Regions from separate parts of the Podarcis muralis genome. Here region 2 is linked to region 1. The links are chromatin contacts, called in public Hi-C maps. All regions are on one chromosome and are shown on one strand. Each heading gives the region's core, a stretch centred on a gene start, on an enhancer-like site or on the middle of the called end of the contact. The rest is flanking DNA. Distances are from core to core; before and after follow the strand shown.

Region 1 (2,700 bases), core at 91-2,590:
GGTACAGTGTGGTGCCTATGCAATGGTGCGGGGGCTGAGGGTTCAAGGCCGGCTGGGCACTGCAGGGGCCATCGCCTCGGACCCCTTCAGGGAGCGGTAGGGAAGGATGGGTACCCCCCCCCCTGTTCCTTCCGTATCAACTCAAAATGTGAGGAAAGCCTCTTTAGAGCTGGGTACAAGCTTAAATTCTTATACAAATTCGATAGGTCTCTTTTAAAAAAAAAAAAAATCAACACAGCCGTGTTAAAAAAACCAATTAATACCGCTGTGTTAAAACAATTAAACTCGGGTCTCCACAATTTCTAATGGTGTTAAGTAAGGGAAAGTTTCCTCTAGCCATTTTGTCTTTACCACGCAGAGCTGTATGAATTTCTATCATCTTATTTGCCGTTTCTCTTAAACTAAAAAATCCCAAACGTTGCAACCTCTCCTCACGGGGGCGTTGCTTCATTCCCTTGATCCTTTTTGGTCGCCCTTTTCTAAAGCTTCCCCAGCAATATCCGTTTCGAGGGGAGAAGACACAGTACAGCGGTACCTCGGGTTAAGTACTTAATTCGTTCTATTCCAAAAGCAGCTGCACCACAGATTTGCATAAGGATATTACGATTCCGACGGTTCTTCTTTTCCCCCACTTTCCCAAGCGATATCTAATTTTATAGGCTCCAATCGTGCCGCGTCTTGCTCCCCTTTCCTCTAGTCTAAACCCAAAAGTCCTCTCCCTACCTGCTCGGGCCCGTAGAGCTGCTCGCCATACTCGCCCAGCAGGCTGTAGGCTTCGGCCACGCACTTGCGCTCGTTCATGTTGCAGGTGATGAGGATGCCGCACATGCCGGGCTCCAGCTGGCGGGAGCCGCCGGGCCGGGCCCGCTTGGCCGCGTGCACGTACTGCGCTTTGGGCCGCCGCTTGCGAGAGGCAGCCGGCGCAGCTCCTGGCGCGGCAGCGGGCGGCGTCTCCACGGCAGCCATCGCGGGCGTCGGGAAAGGCGAACCGCGGAGGCGGCGTCAACGGCTGGTCCCGCAACGGCGCGCGTGTCGGCCCCCTTTCGATGGCGTCATCGGGACGCGCCGGGGGGCAGCACCATAGAGATAGGAAATAAATATTAGCATATTTAATTGTTATTGTTTTATTTATTTTTCTGCCACGGAGCCGGGTGCGTGGACCTGCGGTTCTGCTAGTGCTGCCGGACTAAGACTCCCCCATCGGCTTGGCCACCAGGGATGATGGGGGTGGTAATCCGACAGCATCGGGCCTACTCCTATCATAGAGGCGCCAAGGGATAGAGAGGCGCCGCTCTGCAGTCATAGAGCTTCGAGGGTCTCCCTTTTACTCTCTGTTTTTGTTAAAGGATAGAGGTGCTAATGGAGCGAAATGCGGGAATCGGTGGCTTTCCATTAGGCTGTGCATTTCCTACCGGAAGTACAGGCCTTAGGCTTTCCCCGTCATCATGGCAACAGGCAAACTCTTCTGCGCCACGCAGTTCCGCGCTGTGCCCCAAAGTAGTTTCCCGCCGGGTCCTAAAACCCGACTGATGCAGCAACTTTGGAAAAGCTGTTACGGAGCTAAAGTCTACACGCGCCCTCCCCCCCCCCCGCTATATTTCTCAGTTATCCGTGTCAGCTTCCAAAAAGCTGCCTAATAAATTTCCCATTTAAACTACCAGCATATGCCATATAAACCTTCCTCAGGAGACAAAACCATGCAATGCCTACTTTGCAGAGACCCAGGCATTCTAATAAAATGGGTGATTTCAGATATATTTATTTCCTTTATTGGATTTCTGGCCTGCCCTTCTAAAAGAGCCCAGGGTAGCAAACCACAAAGTAGCAAAAGGGAAAAAAGGAAACATTTAAAATAAAAAAGTGTATTTTAAAACATGAAAAGTGTGTGAACATAGTCACAATCCTAACTATAGCTAATTCTGTAGTTTCAAGGTTGCCTGGAATGGTGTCTTTCAGCCATCAAATGCTTGGGCAAACCGGGTATGTTTTTTAATCCCTCCTGAACATTAATGATGAGGAAGAGGGACACACCTCACCATGGAGGGTTTTCCTCAAGTGGAGAACCACCACCAAGAAGGCCCTGTTCTGGGTCAGTGCCAACCAAGCTGCCCCCAGCAGCAGCAGCAGCAACAGCAGCAGCAATATCAGTGGGACCACTGAAAGTTATAGATTGTAGGCTTTTGATATCAGGGAACTTCTTTTTAAAAAATCAATATACACTAGTGTTGCTGTACATGGTATAAATAATTGGCCTAGGGTGATGGGTGAGCTGTCAGGGTAACGGTGACCTGCCCTCCTTTTTAAGCTGCTGGCTTAAAAGTCACCAACCACCAGTGGTGTAGCACAGGCTGACGGTGCCCGGGGCGGGCGCATGCACACTGGGGAAGCAGAGGGTGAACGGAGCCTGTAACAGAACTTTGATAAGAGGAGAAGCCGGGAAATCAAGAAGAATGCTGTACTGGTCATGGAAAATACTAAGAAATGAACTAGACTGCCGGCAGTCCTTCTCTGCTTCTCTCGGCGCATTTCCAGTAGAAAGCCAGGCCTTCCCATCACCTGAAGTTAGTATTTGAGAAAACAGAAGAGGAGGCACTGAATCGCTCAGGTCCCCAACCCAATCATAGTGTTTGCTTTATGTTCTGCAGTCTCAGATGCAGAGAAGTCCTCGTCCCTTGAATTGGCGTTTGCAATTTCAGCAAG
Region 2 (2,700 bases), core at 88-2,587, 340 kb after region 1:
AAAAGCAGGGAATGAATTTTGAAATATACCGGTAAACTGTGTGCAAGAGTGTGCATGAGAAAGAGTGAATCTTCTGTTGACGGGTGACTTGTAGATCATCCTGGGTTTCTTCAGAGCCACTGTCTTATGGTACTCTCAGCCCTTCCAGGACAAGTGCTCTTACCAAGCTTCCCCCCCTCCAAAGAATCCTGGGAACTTTACGTACTGGTCGGCGGTTCAAATCCCCACGATGGAGTTTTTTAGTTTATAACTATTTATTTGAATAAATAGTTATTTGAAGGGATGCAGGTGGCGCTGTCTAAACCACAGAGCATTGGGCTTGCCAGTTAGAAGGTCGGTCGTTCAAATCCCCGCAACAGGGTGAGCTCCCATTGCTCGGTCCCTGCTTCTGCCAACCTAGCAGTTCAAAGGCACGTCAAAGTGCAAATAGATAAATAGGGACTGCTCCGGCAGGAAGGTAAATGGCGTTTCCGTGCGCTACTCTGGTTCGCCAGGAGCGGCTTAGTCATGCTGCCCACATGACCCGGAAGCTGTCTGCGGACAAATGCCGGCTCCCTCGGCCAGTAAAGCGAGATGAGCACCGCAACCCGAGTCGGCCTTTACCTTAAGCGGAGAACACAGTTCCCAGGATTCTTTGGGTGAAGTCATGTGCTATAAATGCGTGGGGTGAACCTCCACTCCTCCTGCAAGGGTCATGATTTAACTTGCTTCCCCCAAACTGCACCCACCTGCCTCACACCTGACATCATAGGTGGGGCACGTACAAGACCTGGCTGCAAAGGCGCTTAAATGTGTGCTCCTGGTTGTTCCTTGACAAGTGGGTGGCAGTTTCTGGATGGTAGTACCGCAAATCACCTTTACAGAGAGAACAAAAGAAATGAATAGAGCGTGCTTTATTTAGAACATGCAGCTTTCGCTCCCGATCCTCGAGAATTAAAGCAATGTAAAGATTTATCAGAATTAAGGATAGATGTCCTTTCTTCTTCAAATGCAAGGGGGGGGGGGAGAGAGAAAATCAAATTTGCGAAACGCTCGTGAGTTACAACTTAGGTGGCTGGAGGGTCAGCCCGCGAGCTAACTGCGCACAGCAGAGTTTTTAGTCCTCAGGTTCTGTTTTCGTCCTTTGCCATCCAGGATTCTACCAACTGCAAATGAGAACCGGACGTGTATGATGATTCTTAGCGGTGAACGATTATCCCCTTGATGGACTGGCCTGCGACGCTCTAGCCGCTTTCCTCTCCTAGTTTCCATGCTGGAACAACGTTCCCCTACCTCTACGGGGCGGGGGCGTTTCCCTAGTCGCAGGCGCTGGGCGCATAGACGCGAGATTATAGAAAGGCTCCGCTTTCTCTATGGTTCGGGCGGCGCGGAAAGAGTGGCAGTGCGGCGTGGACCGGAAGAGCCTTCCGCTTCCTGGGCGGCCATCTTGGATTTCTTCCCCGGGGAGGCTCCGGAGGGCTCTGTGGCGGTCGGAGACCATGAAGCCCATTCCGGCGGCAGCGCGGTGCCTCTCGGTGAGTAGCAGCGCCCTGGAGGCGGCGGCGGTGAAGGGGCGGGAGCCCGGAGCGAGAGAGGCGCCTGGGCCGGTGAAGGCCCGATGGAGGAAGCGCAGCGCCCGCTTCCCGGGAGCGACCTTGACTCGGGCCTTCGACCGGGGAAGGAGGGGAAAGGGAAGGCCGGCGCCTCATCCATCTCCGGGCGCCGCTCCTCCTTCTCAGCAACCGCTTTGGGGAGAGAAGAGGGTGGTGACAGACCCCTCTTCTGCCGGGAGGCTGAAGGTCGCTACAGGAGCCCCGAGGTCGGCCTGTCCCTGGAGCCCCAGCACCATCGGAAGCTGTCAGTCGGCGTTTCCCCTTTAGACGTACGCAGGACAGAATGCTGTTCGCTCCGGCAGGGGGAGAAATGACCGTTGAAAACGAAGGAAAGAAATCACCGCACGGAAACACACACACCCCCAGGCCACAAATTAGTCTCTAGGGAGAACGGCTAAGCTATTCATTTATTTCGTAAAAAAAATTATGCATCGCTTATTGCAAACAACGGCAACACATCCAAGTGCTTTACAAAAAGAGGAAACCAGAAAATTCAGGAGAAATTGCAAGAACAAGAAGCTAAAAGCAGATTAAAATTCACACCAGCGTTTCTGACTAAGCATCAGGGTAGGGTTGTCTAAGGTAAAAAAGTAAAGGATCCCTGGACGGTTAAGTCCAGTCAAAGGCGACTATGGGTTGCCCCGCTCATCTCACTTTTCAGGTCGAAGGAGCCGCCGTTTGTCCACAGACAGGTTTCTGGGTCAGAGCAATAGGAGCTCACCCCATTGTGCAGATTCGAACTGCTGACCTTCTGACCCGCAATTCCAAGAGGCTCGGTGGTCTAAACGATGGTTTTTAGTGAATGTCTGCTTGATATCCATTGACTTGGAACATGGACATTCTTGTTCCTGGCATGTTTACTTTGTGCCAGTTATTTATTTATAACGTAGTACATATATTCTCCAGGGAACTCAAGGAGCCATACATATTTCTCCTCTTACCCAGTTTTATCCTCACAACAATCCTGTGAGGTAGTTTAGGGTGAGAAGCAGTGTTAGGCCCAAGGTCACCCAGTGAACAGCATGGATGAGTTTGAACCCTGGTCTCGTAGGTCGTAGTCCAACACACTAACCACTACACCACATTGCTTATCTTTCAAATTTAATTG

What was found. Hi-C and Micro-C count contacts between places; a contact is called where the count stands out from the background.
Region 2: a Hi-C map of blood shows a contact between it and region 1, with 5 times the contacts expected there. The contact joins the promoter of UQCRC2 here to the promoter of THUMPD1 in region 1. A contact is called at or near these places in 2 of 3 Hi-C or Micro-C datasets (blood and tail).

What each region holds. Positions count from the first base shown.
Region 1 is chr14:42,256,081-42,258,780 of rPodMur119.hap1.1, forward strand. THUMPD1 (THUMP domain 1 NAT10 acetyltransferase adaptor) reads right to left here and starts at 1,341. Exons shown (of 4, transcript XM_028706147.2): 1 at 724-1,341. The coding sequence starts at 966.
Region 2 is chr14:42,596,540-42,599,239 of rPodMur119.hap1.1, forward strand. UQCRC2 (ubiquinol-cytochrome c reductase core protein 2) reads left to right here and starts at 1,338. Exons shown (of 14, transcript XM_028705785.2): 1 at 1,338-1,514. The coding sequence starts at 1,353.